2 separate regions of the Sus scrofa genome follow, and region 1 is linked to region 2. A link is a contact called in public Hi-C data. All regions are on one chromosome and are shown on one strand. The core of a region is the stretch at or near the end of the contact, and the rest is flanking DNA. Distances in the headings are between cores, read along the strand shown.

Region 1 (5,020 bases), core at 250-2,749, 110 kb before region 2:
AGCTCCGATTTGACCCCTAGTCTGGGAACGTCCACATGCCACAGGTGCAACCCTAAAAAAACAAAAACAAAAACAAAAAAAAAAGATATCTGAGAGGAGTTCCCGTTGTGGCTCAGTGGTTAACGAATCTGACTAGGAACCATGAGGTTGCAGGTTCGATCCCTGGCCTCACTCAGTGGGTTAAAGATCCAGTGTTGCCGTGAGCTCTGGTGTAGGTCGCAGACACGGCTCAGATCCCGTGTTGCTGTGGCTCTGGCATAGGCCGGCGGCAACAGCTCCAATTTGACCCCTCGCCTGGGAACCTCCACATGCTGTGGGAGCAGCCCTAGAAAAGGCAAAAAGACAAAAAAAAAAAAAAAAAAAAAGATTTCTGGGAGATGAAAAGGAAAGGAGGAGGAGGAGGCTGAGTTCAAATCCCAACCTGTCTGCACAGGTTTGGTGACACAAAGCAAGTGACTTCACCTCCATGAGGCTTGATTTTCTCACCTGCAAAATGGGCTCACATCCTACCTCACTCACACATGATCACGAGGACTCAGAGATGGGAAAAAGGCAGTGTTAAGCCTGGGGTCTTGCCCCTGGAAGGAGCTCCACAAGTGCGGCGGGCTAAGCCTGTGGTCTGTATTGTCCCCTCACTTCTTTCTTCTCTCTCAGATCTGAGCAAAAGGCCACATCTCTTCCCTGAGTCTAGGGCAGCCCGAGGATAAGGGCTGTGTCTCCACCTTCAGCCGACCATAGACCACCCCTGGGACCAGGTGACCCCTAGTTGGGCTGCTGCTGGGAATGAACCTTCAATAGTGTTATCATTATTTTCATTGTCATGGCCACAGCATCCTCTACGGCTGTAGCCCCATCGGTACCCACCTAGGCTTTTGGCTCTTGCCTGGGGACGCCATCCCTCTCACAGGCCACAAAGGCACACCACGGTTCCCATACAGGGCCCGTGTCGGGGGCCATGCTGCCTTCAACAGCCCCTACTGTCCCCCCTCCCCCCCCCCCGCTTACCACTGCCCCCTCCACGGCACGCTGGCAGCTGGCCTGGAAGCAGAAAGACCCTGAGTCATTCCAATTCCTGCTTCAGGGAGCCAGAGCTGCCAGCCGCCCAGCCAGCCTCTCCAAGGGAGACCCAAGGGGCAGAGCGAGATCCTCCCCTAGCAGCCCAGGGACGGAGCAGGGCAGCAGCCAGATCTGGGAGGGCGGATGGAGGGAGGAGACGCAGGGCTCCAGGGGTTAGGCCCTCACAGAACAAGGAGCAGCAGGAGGAGGTGCCTGCGAGCACCCTTGCGGATCTGGCGCCAGGCCAGGGCGCCCCCACCCTGGAAGAGAGGGTGCCTCACCCAATTTATAGGTAAAGGCTACAGACTCCGAGAGGTCCTGTCCACTGCCAGCAGTCACACAGAGGCACCTGGGAGGCAGGCGCAGGCCACGCCTGCTCAGATGCCCACACCCGCTGCCTCTCGTGTCCGGAGTGGACAGCCAGGCCCAGGGCTTGGGTGAGCAGAGTGGAAGCAGCCAGCAGCCCTGTCCATGCTGACAGATGGCAAGTGGGACCTGCATCCCAGCAGACTGGGGGTGGCGGCCAGGGAGCTGGGCCCACTCCTCAGCAGGGCGGGGCAGAGGGTGCTCCCAGGATTGCACCTTACAGGCTTGGCCTGGCTCGCCCCAAGCTTGCCCTGGGACCTTGGGCAAGGCCTGGCTGCTCTCTGAGCCTCCGTTTCCCCAGCTCCGAGCACCCGCGTACCCGCAAGCAGGTCCGCATCGGGTCTCCGCAGGCACACCCACAGCGCTCAGGGGCAGAGAGGGGTCTGGGCCCAGGCGGCCATCCGGTGCCCACCCATGGGCACACGGGGTCCTCGATGAAGAAACACGGTGTATACAAATAATTAAACGGAAGAATTGGAGTGATTAGGGCAGATGATTATTGTCAAATTATGATTTATCTTGTAGTGGAATTAGTATTCCCCCAAAGGGCCCGGCGTGGCGCGGCGCCCGCCACGGCCCGTGATTAATCGCCGTCTCCAGAAGGTCACCTCCAGCCACTGCAGATTAACTCAGTGGGGAAACTTCTTTCCGTAATTCAAGCTGTTGTTCCCACAACCTGTCATCCGCCGCAGAAAAGGACGATTTCGTCAGGGAGCCCAGGGCGGGGGCCGGCCGCTCCCGGGCCCCTCCCGGCCGCGCTCATGATAAATGGGGCGGCCCGACACGGGTGACCGCGAGGGGGGGGCAGCGTCCGCCGTGGGGTGGGCGGCGGGAGGCAGGAGCAGGGGGAGCGTGGGGGCACCGAGGCGCCGCCAAGCACAAGTAGGCTGTGAGGGGAGAGCGAGCGCGGGCCGTGGCAATTAGGAAGAAAATTGGATTTTTCAGCGTCCAGCGGCAGCTGGGATCTGCGGTGTGCGGCGCAGACACCCCCTTCCCCAACACGCGCAGGCCCCCAGCTCCCTCCAGACGGGGGCGCCCCCGGAGGCATGGATGGAGGATGGGGGGCATCGGTCCTCCTTGGGGAGGGTAGGACGTGCAGGACCAACAGACGGCAAACTAAAAGCCCTGGTCAGGCCTGCGGTGGGGCCCTGCAGAGGCATCCAGTGGAGAGCAGTTGTCCTGCCGCGGTGCCCTTCCCCAGCGGGAGCCGCTGCCAGAGCTCCAGGCTCCCATTCCCCGGGGCTGCGTGCGAATCAGGGCCACCTCGACCAAGTGGCAGCCCAGACCAGGCATGTGGAGACACAGCCCCTCACCCCTGCCTCCTCACCCCAGCCTCTGGCCAGAACTCAGTTCCCCAGTGGGAGAGGGACAGAAAGCACTCATGCCCCCCCCCCCCCCGCCGCCGCCCATCTCAGTTACCTCCCATCCAGGCCGGCTGCCCTAGTGGGCAGGAGGCTTGTGCGGAGCATGCCTGTGCCCACAGTACAGATAAGGAGGCCGCGCTAGGGTGACTTTTGGCCCTGGGTCCCCGGCGCCCTCGCAGCCCTCAGGCTCTGCCCTTTGGGAATTCAGCGGGCTCTCCTGTCCTGCCCCCTGCTCATCCCACCTCCAGAAACACTCACTGTGCCCTATCCTTTCAGGCCCCCGGGCTTGGCATGTTCCTGAAATGTGCATCCTGTCCCCAGCCCTCGTCTCTTCATTCCTCTCAATCGAACGCATTTGTCCCTCCAGGAAGAGACGGTGCCCCCAGGCCCACGGGGAGTTCTGTGTGCTCGCTGCCACCGCCACCGGAACGGGCCCTCTCTAGTGGGCCTCCTACAGCCGTCTGCCCAGTGCCAGCACAGACCCACCACCCAGAAGGCGCCAAGGGCTCAGGGGCCTCCACTCCCCACCCCCGCCTCTAAGAGCCTAGATCCGAGGGTTAGGGGCTAGAGGACAGAGGTGGGGCCCCTAGCGGGCTGGGACCCTTGAGGACCTGCTTTTAGTTGAGAACAGAAACATGTCTTATGTTCTGACAACCGTGTGGTTGTCTCAGAACCTTCTCTGGGCTGAGATATCTAGAGTTGTGAAGACCCAGAACTATTTGGGAGAGAAAATCTATTTCTCTCCCTCTCAGGAGTGGGGGGTAGGGGAACGGCTCCCCCCCCAAACCCCGGGGACCAAACACTGGCATTTCCTTTGGGGGAGAAAGTGGCTTTCCACCCTCTGCCGGGACTGGCGGGCAGACACCCCGCCTCCACCCTAAGTCCTCGGCTGATGGTGATAAGAAATAAGAAAACCTCCCATTTTTATTACATCTTACTTTCAAAATACCCTTTGCTGGGTTGACTCAGTGACTCCAGAGACAAGCAGGGAAAGATTGTTAACCCCAATTTACAGACCAAGATACAGACTGGGGACAAGCAGTCTTGACTTGGCCAAGGCCAAGGGCTTGTAAGCAACAGAGGAGGGAGGATTCTGGTCTCCCTCCCCACCCAGCCGACTCTGGAATCATCCCCACCCCACACAGGCAGCTTCAAACCCTTTACCCCCATCCCTCCCCCAAGGCTCTGGTGGGGTGGCAGAGGGGAGAGGGCCGGGCAGGGACTGCCCCAGGGGAAGGCCCTCTTCCTGGGAGCTCTGGGTCTATCAGCCTGGTTTAAATCTCGATCGCGGCCCTCCGGCTGTGGAAACTTGGGCCCATCACTTTACCTCTCAGGGCCTCTAGCTGCTCATCTGTAAAATGACTTTCAACTGCGCAGGGCTGTTGGCGGCTGGAACAGGATTGGGGCCAAACCTAGCAAACAGTGAGGACTCCCTAAGTGCGAGCCGTGCTTGTCTTTGCTTGTTCTACCATGTTCACCATGCAGGAAGCTGACAGGGCCCCCATTTCCCAGAGGGGAAAACTGAGTCAGCAGGCCTTCCAGCAGGCAGCAGACACCACCAGAAAAACCGTCAGAAGGCCAGGGGAGATGCTGACCTTCTCCTCTCAAGAGCCCTCCCTGGCTCCGTGCCCCGGGGACCCAGCACCACCGCGGAGCCAGAACAATCTGCCAGCCTCTTCTCTAGCCCTCAAACACTGCTGGGCCCTGCCTCTGCCCAAGCTGGTCCCTCCACCCAAAATGCCATCTCTCTGCAAGCTCCACTTGTGTGACCCAAATCTTTCAAGGTTCCGCCTCAAGGCCAGGCCCTCCAGAAAAACCACCTCCAGCCTCCAGCCCCCGAGGGGCCCTGGAGCCACCGGCCACCGCGTCCCTCCACGCGGGTTTCTGAACCGCCTCCCGGGTCGGGTGAGACCCTGGGGGCTCTTGGGCGGGACACACGGTGGGCGCCCCGATCCCGGGGCGGGGGCGAAGAGCGGGGGCGCGGGGCAGGGGGGCGGCGGCCTGCTCCCCCCCCCCCCGCCCACTCCGACTCCCTCCCGCGCGGCGGCCCCGGCTTTGATCCGCTGGCCTCAGCGCCCCAACCTGATTGGCATCGAATTACGCCGCGCGGCGCAGGGAGATAATGGCGGGAGGCGCGGCAGACATGAAAGGGGGGCCGGGGGCGCAGCGGCAGCCCCGGCCGCTGTTAATGACCCAATAAAAGGAAGAGGGGGGCGACCCCAGCCTCCCCTCCA
Region 2 (5,312 bases), core at 1,082-3,581:
CCCCCACCTCAAGCTGGCTGGACAGGTTGCCCTGGCAGCCCGAGCACCACCTCGACTGCCCTCACCCCACCCCCTTCCCATGCCGTGTGGCCTCAGCGGTAAGGTGTTGGCACCAAGCCTGGTGCAGCTGAGCAGTGAGGCCAAAAGCCCTGCCATCTCGGGCAAGCATGGTTCCCTCCAACCTAGCAGTTGGGGCCATGGGGAGGGTGTCGCCTACCCTCCTGGGCCTGAGACCAGCTGGGGACAGAGCCGTTTTGGCAACCTCCCTTTCCGCTACTGAAGAGGATCTCTGGCATCCCCGCAGAGTCCTAGCCCCCCCCCATTCCAACCCAGGGGGCTGCTCCTGAGGTCAGACCAGTGGTTCTCAAGTAGGGTTGATTTGGCCTCCCAGGGGACACTGGGCAATGCCTGAAGACATTTTTGGGTGTCATGTCACAACTGCTGCTACTAGCATCTAATGGGGAGAGACGAGGGAAGACGCTCAGCATCTCACAGTGCCCCGGAGAAGGGAATGCATGGCTCCAAATCTCAAGAGTACCGAGGTTGAAAAATCCTGGGAGGAAGTCTCTGACTAATCTGGGAGCCTGGTAAGACGCAGGAGGCGTTCTTCACATGTACACATAGGGGCCAAGGCTCATCGTCTCCCACACCTACAGGCAGAGAAGGTCCTTGTGCCATTCTGGCTTCAAAGGCCCCTTGTGGCCTGAGGAATGTGGTAAGGCCCTGCCTGCCAACCTGCCCACCCACCTACCCCCTGCCTCTGGACTTGTTAGAAAAAGCCCCCATGGAGCGGGCGGTGGCCAGAGTCACCTACCCTGGAGGGGGACTTAGACATACCCTACCTACCAAGTAAGCTCTACTGAACCCTCCCCCCAAGAGGCTTCTGAGACTATGGAAAAGGCAGGGGCTGCCCTGGCCTTCCGGGCCCATCCCCTTGGGCTGGCTGGAAGCTCTGGCCTCCTCCTCCTCATCTCTCCACCCCCTCTCATTGCTATTTAGGAGGCAGCCATGATGGCTCAGCTCCTGTCTCTGGTTTCCTAGGGAGCTCTGCTGAAGCAGCCCAGCCTCCGTGGGTCCATCTGTCAGGGAGGCTGTTCCGCCCCATCGATTGCTGTTCCCAGGGGGCTGTGCTGCTTGAGGGACCCAATGGGGCCGCCAGATAGGAGGGAACCACACTGCTAAGAGGGGGTGGGGGCAGGTTGGCAGCAGGCAGAGAGAAGAAACAAAGCTAGACAGGCATGAGAAATGCAGAGGGCCAGGGGCACCAAGGCAGGAGGCTGGCTGGAGTGACCTCTGAAGCCTGCTGCCACTCTCGGAGTCAGTTCTGCTTTTGCACACACCAAATCCCCACTTGCAAAGACAACAACAGTAAGAGCTGACACATGTTGAGCGAGAACAGCGTGTCCAGTACTGGACTGGGGCTGTGCACACCTCTGCTTTCATCTGAGGCTCACACTCATCCAAAGCAGGTGCTGTAATATTTCTCCACAGGGGAGGAAGAGGACCAGAGAGGTTATAGCACTTGTCAGCAGCCACACAGAGGAACTGGGGAGAGGCTTGGAGGCGGGTCAGCCTGGCCAGCGGCTGTGCCCCAGCCCCAGACACCGCCAGGCCGAGGGGGAGGAGGCGTGTCTCACCAGGCAAGAGGCCCTGCCCGTCCTCCCCATGGAGCCGCCTCCTCCCCTGGGCTCTGTGACATCTGCCCTGCTTCCCGGCCAGCCCCAGACAGCTGCCCAAAGCCACGTCAGCACTTCCACTGGGGAGCCTGGAAACTGGCTCTGGCCCCTGGACCAAGGGGGGCCAGGAGGGACGTGAGTCCCCAACAAGGTGGCCTTGACAGAGGGTGACCCACTCATCTGGGCAGGCACTGGGTCAGCATGAGCATGACCTTGGGTTGGGCCTCTCTGAGCCTCAGTTTCCCCTGTTCAGATGTTGGGGGGAGGGTTGAGAAGGTGCTCAGAGGAGGATGCAGCAGCATCTTGGGGGGACAGGGGCAAACAATCCCTTGCAGCCAGCGTTCTGGGGCCACCCCAGGCGTTCTGCGACCTCTGAGGTCCACTCAGGGCGAGGTGGTCTTGCGGCGGGGCTCAGAGCGGGGAGAGACAGGGTGGGGAGGTGTCTGTGCCGGGCTCAGGCCAGCGCACTGGCTGGCTGGGGCCAGAGATAACCGGCGCCTCCCGGAAAATCATTAGCATCTGTTTGGGCCAAGGCAAAGTTGGCCCGCAGGCGCCTCCGCCCGCCGGAAACAGCCCCCACGCCCCCACCCGAGCGCAGAGGCGCACCGACCTGCCCCCCACCTCCAGGGCCAGCTCAAACTGGTATAGCGACAATATCCACCCACCCAGGGAAGGGGGGGCCTGGGTGCAGGGCTGCAAGCCGGCCGGCGGGGGGTCAGGCCTCGCCGTCGGGCGTCCTGGTGCGGTGCGGGCGGTCCGGTCCGCGCTCCGGGCGATCCAGGCCGGCTTTTGGTGGCGTCCGCGCTGGCGGCAGCCCAGGGAGTGTGTGGAAATGACACCGCCAGGGCGGCGGAGATCCCCCCTCCTGACATTGGCTGGAAAGTGGAGCAGCTCGTCAGGGACAATCAATGGCGATCGATCGCTGCACGGCGCGGGCGGGCGGGCTGGCGGGCGGCGCAGGGGGAGGGGCCGCGGGGCAGGAGCGGGGCGGGGCGGGGCGGGGGGGGGGGGGGCATCCACCGCTGAGGTCAAACAACACGCAGACCCGAAGAGGGACACAGCGGCCCAGTGGGGGTCACACGGACACACAATCTGTACAAGGATAGGCCACTGTCCCCACCAAGGACGCACACTCACCAAAGTTATAGCACACCACCAGGCTGACACAGTTATGACACGAGGTCAAGGGGTCAAACAAATGGTTCCAATGGACACACACAATAGGGTCAGTCACATAACAATACAGTCACACTATCACACAACCAGTCTGCACTACAACCAAAGATCTTACACCAGATACCCACAAAATCACCAAGACACAAAAATGAGTCATAAACTCCACTAGCGGGTCTCAACTACACAACAGAAGGGGGTTACATACTCTGGCTGCAAAACAAAGCCAAAAAGTCACACTGCCAAATGATCTATCAGCACCATCAATGCAAAGAACATTGTCAAGGTGGGTCTTAAAACTCTTAACACCGCAATGGTGCCCCATACTGGCAACACAACAGGGTAGCGAGCCCAGGTATACAACAGGCCCCACACCGCCACAAGCTCAACTTGAGCAACTAAGACACGGATGCAGCTGGATCACATCCCCCAACATGAATATAACATGGCACAATAAACACAGTGGCACAGGCAAATCTCGGGGTTCTAACAGAGCCAAAGGAGCTACTGCAGGTTAGGCACTTGGCACAGGGCAGACACATGGTAAGCACCCAGAATACAGAGGGTACTGGCATCACTTTTAATGTCTGTATACTAGTTAGGTCATATCAATATAATGGTTGTAACTACGTAACAGCAGCACTCTCTCCAGATAGGTCCATTCCTCTCCAGGAACCTGATTCATCCCAGCAGTAAAACTAGCTCTGCCATTACACACACCTGGGAAACACAAGTGTCACAAACAACTCACACTGCTGCACTCACTCAGAGTGGTCACAGACATCACTACCCCTGGTACACTGCCACACCGGCCACATGCTCTGGGACCCTGGTGGGGAAACCACCCCCAGGATTCATCAGGTGCAACTGACCTGGTACAGAGCTACCGGCCCCAATTCCTGCCACCCTCACAAAGTTGTAGAACCACCCACTCAGCAGAGATTGGCTCAGTTTTAACAGGGTCCCAGAACCTTCTACATAAGCTCCCTAAGGACCATCTCTAACCAGTCTCTCTCTCTCCATCCCTCCATTTCTTGTAGAGAAACTGAGGCATCAGTTCTGAAACCCTCAGAAAAGCCCACCCTAGTCCAAATCTAAAGCAGGAAAGAGGGCTGGCTGGCCCCTGACCTCAACCGCTGCCTCCACTCCGTCTCCTAGAGGTGCATGTGTGTGGGAACAAGGCTAAGATCCCTCATTCCTTCAACACACCCCTCTAGGGCACTCGTATGGTTCCAGCGTAGGGCCAGCAGCACCTTGACCCCTCATTTCCTCCTATTAAGGTCTGGGCCCTCCTAGAAGCTTCTAGGATTCCCTTGCATCCGGGGGGCTCCCACTATCCCACTTTCTGAGGGTCCCTCAGAAAAGACTTCAAACATTCCCTCATTTTGCCTGGCTGTGTAACACTGGCTAATTTCCCAACCTTTCTGTGCCTAGATTGTAAAACCTACCTGCTGATCCAAGAGTCCAACACCTCCCTCCTTTCCAGACCTCGTGCAAGCTCACACATGCACAGAGACACTCTTTAGGAGAGCCTGTGACCTGGTACGGGGAAAGCAAGGATCCTGGTCTGTGGGCAGTGCTACCACCACTCAGGTCTCTTCCCTTAGGCAGGGCCAGGAAATAGCTGGGTGAGGTCTGGCCCCCTCCACATCAGCCCCATTCCCAGCTGGCTGGAGGCAGCTCTTCCCAGCAGCCCCCTTCCAGGCTTTTATTTACCAGAAAAGGTAGCTGGGTTTCCCTTCTGTCCCCCCCAAAGAAGTATAGGGACACAAACCTCATTGTGCAGGGACACACAGGCTGGCCAGGCAAGTCCATCTACCTACCCATTCTGTTTTGGGGCACATTTTCGCAGGCCTTGCGCCCAGGTGGCATGTAAGGCATAGGCCCCAAAGGGGCCCAAGACAGCCTATCGCAAGTCCCTGAGTATCCCAGGAGCCGGTCCTGCTCAAAATCCTCTGGCTCAATGTCCCACTACCCATGCTACTTCCTTGAATGCATAAGTACCCGCAGCCACAACCCTTTAATTTGATAAGCCCATTTTCCAGCATGCATTGACTATGGACCAGGCTGTGGGCCACCTACCCATTTAATAGATGAGAAAACCATGCAAAGTAAAGATAAATTAGAATATACAACTGAGCCCTAAAAGTACACACACAAACACACACACACACACACACTGAAAAGTCAAGGGCCTGTGATTCAAATCTGTTTGACTTCTGCTTCTCCAAAAGGCTACACAGCTTAGGCTCACACCCGTATGCATAAGCACTAAGGAATGTTCACGCTCACGATTCTCTCATCCACTCACAAGTTCCTGCACACATAGGAGCCCTCTCCGGCACAAACTCACACACACAAGCAGACATACACTCTCCCACGCCTGCGGCCTGTCAGCCACATTCTCCATGGCTCCCTCCCTGCAACAGGGACAGGAGCAGGCAGGGAGTCCACATTCCCAGG

The links. Hi-C and Micro-C count contacts between places; a contact is called where the count stands out from the background.
Region 1: a Hi-C map of omental adipose tissue shows a contact between it and region 2, with 2.9 times the contacts expected there. The contact joins two enhancer-like sites. A contact is called at or near these places in 3 of 5 promoter capture datasets (fetal liver, fetal skeletal muscle and liver), 26 of 47 Hi-C or Micro-C datasets (blood, brain, embryonic fibroblasts and 12 more) and 2 of 2 datasets of contacts at active chromatin or transcription factors (alveolar macrophages and skeletal muscle).

What each region holds. Positions count from the first base shown.
Region 1 is chr2:141,571,885-141,576,904 of Sscrofa11.1, reverse strand. All of the region lies in intron 5 of LOC110259504 (a long non-coding RNA gene), which reads right to left. Among named protein-coding and RNA genes, the nearest start is that of PSD2, 17 kb to the left of the region's middle. Within about 2 kb of position 1,499, at least 6 of the 83 cell types and tissues checked have an H3K27ac peak or open chromatin away from gene starts, as enhancers often do. A contact at or near this core is called in omental adipose tissue, where this site is marked.
Region 2 is chr2:141,466,345-141,471,656 of Sscrofa11.1, reverse strand. No RefSeq gene overlaps it. Among named protein-coding and RNA genes, the nearest start is that of CXXC5, 12 kb to the left of the region's middle. Within about 2 kb of position 2,331, at least 61 of the 83 cell types and tissues checked have an H3K27ac peak or open chromatin away from gene starts, as enhancers often do. A contact at or near this core is called in omental adipose tissue, where this site is marked.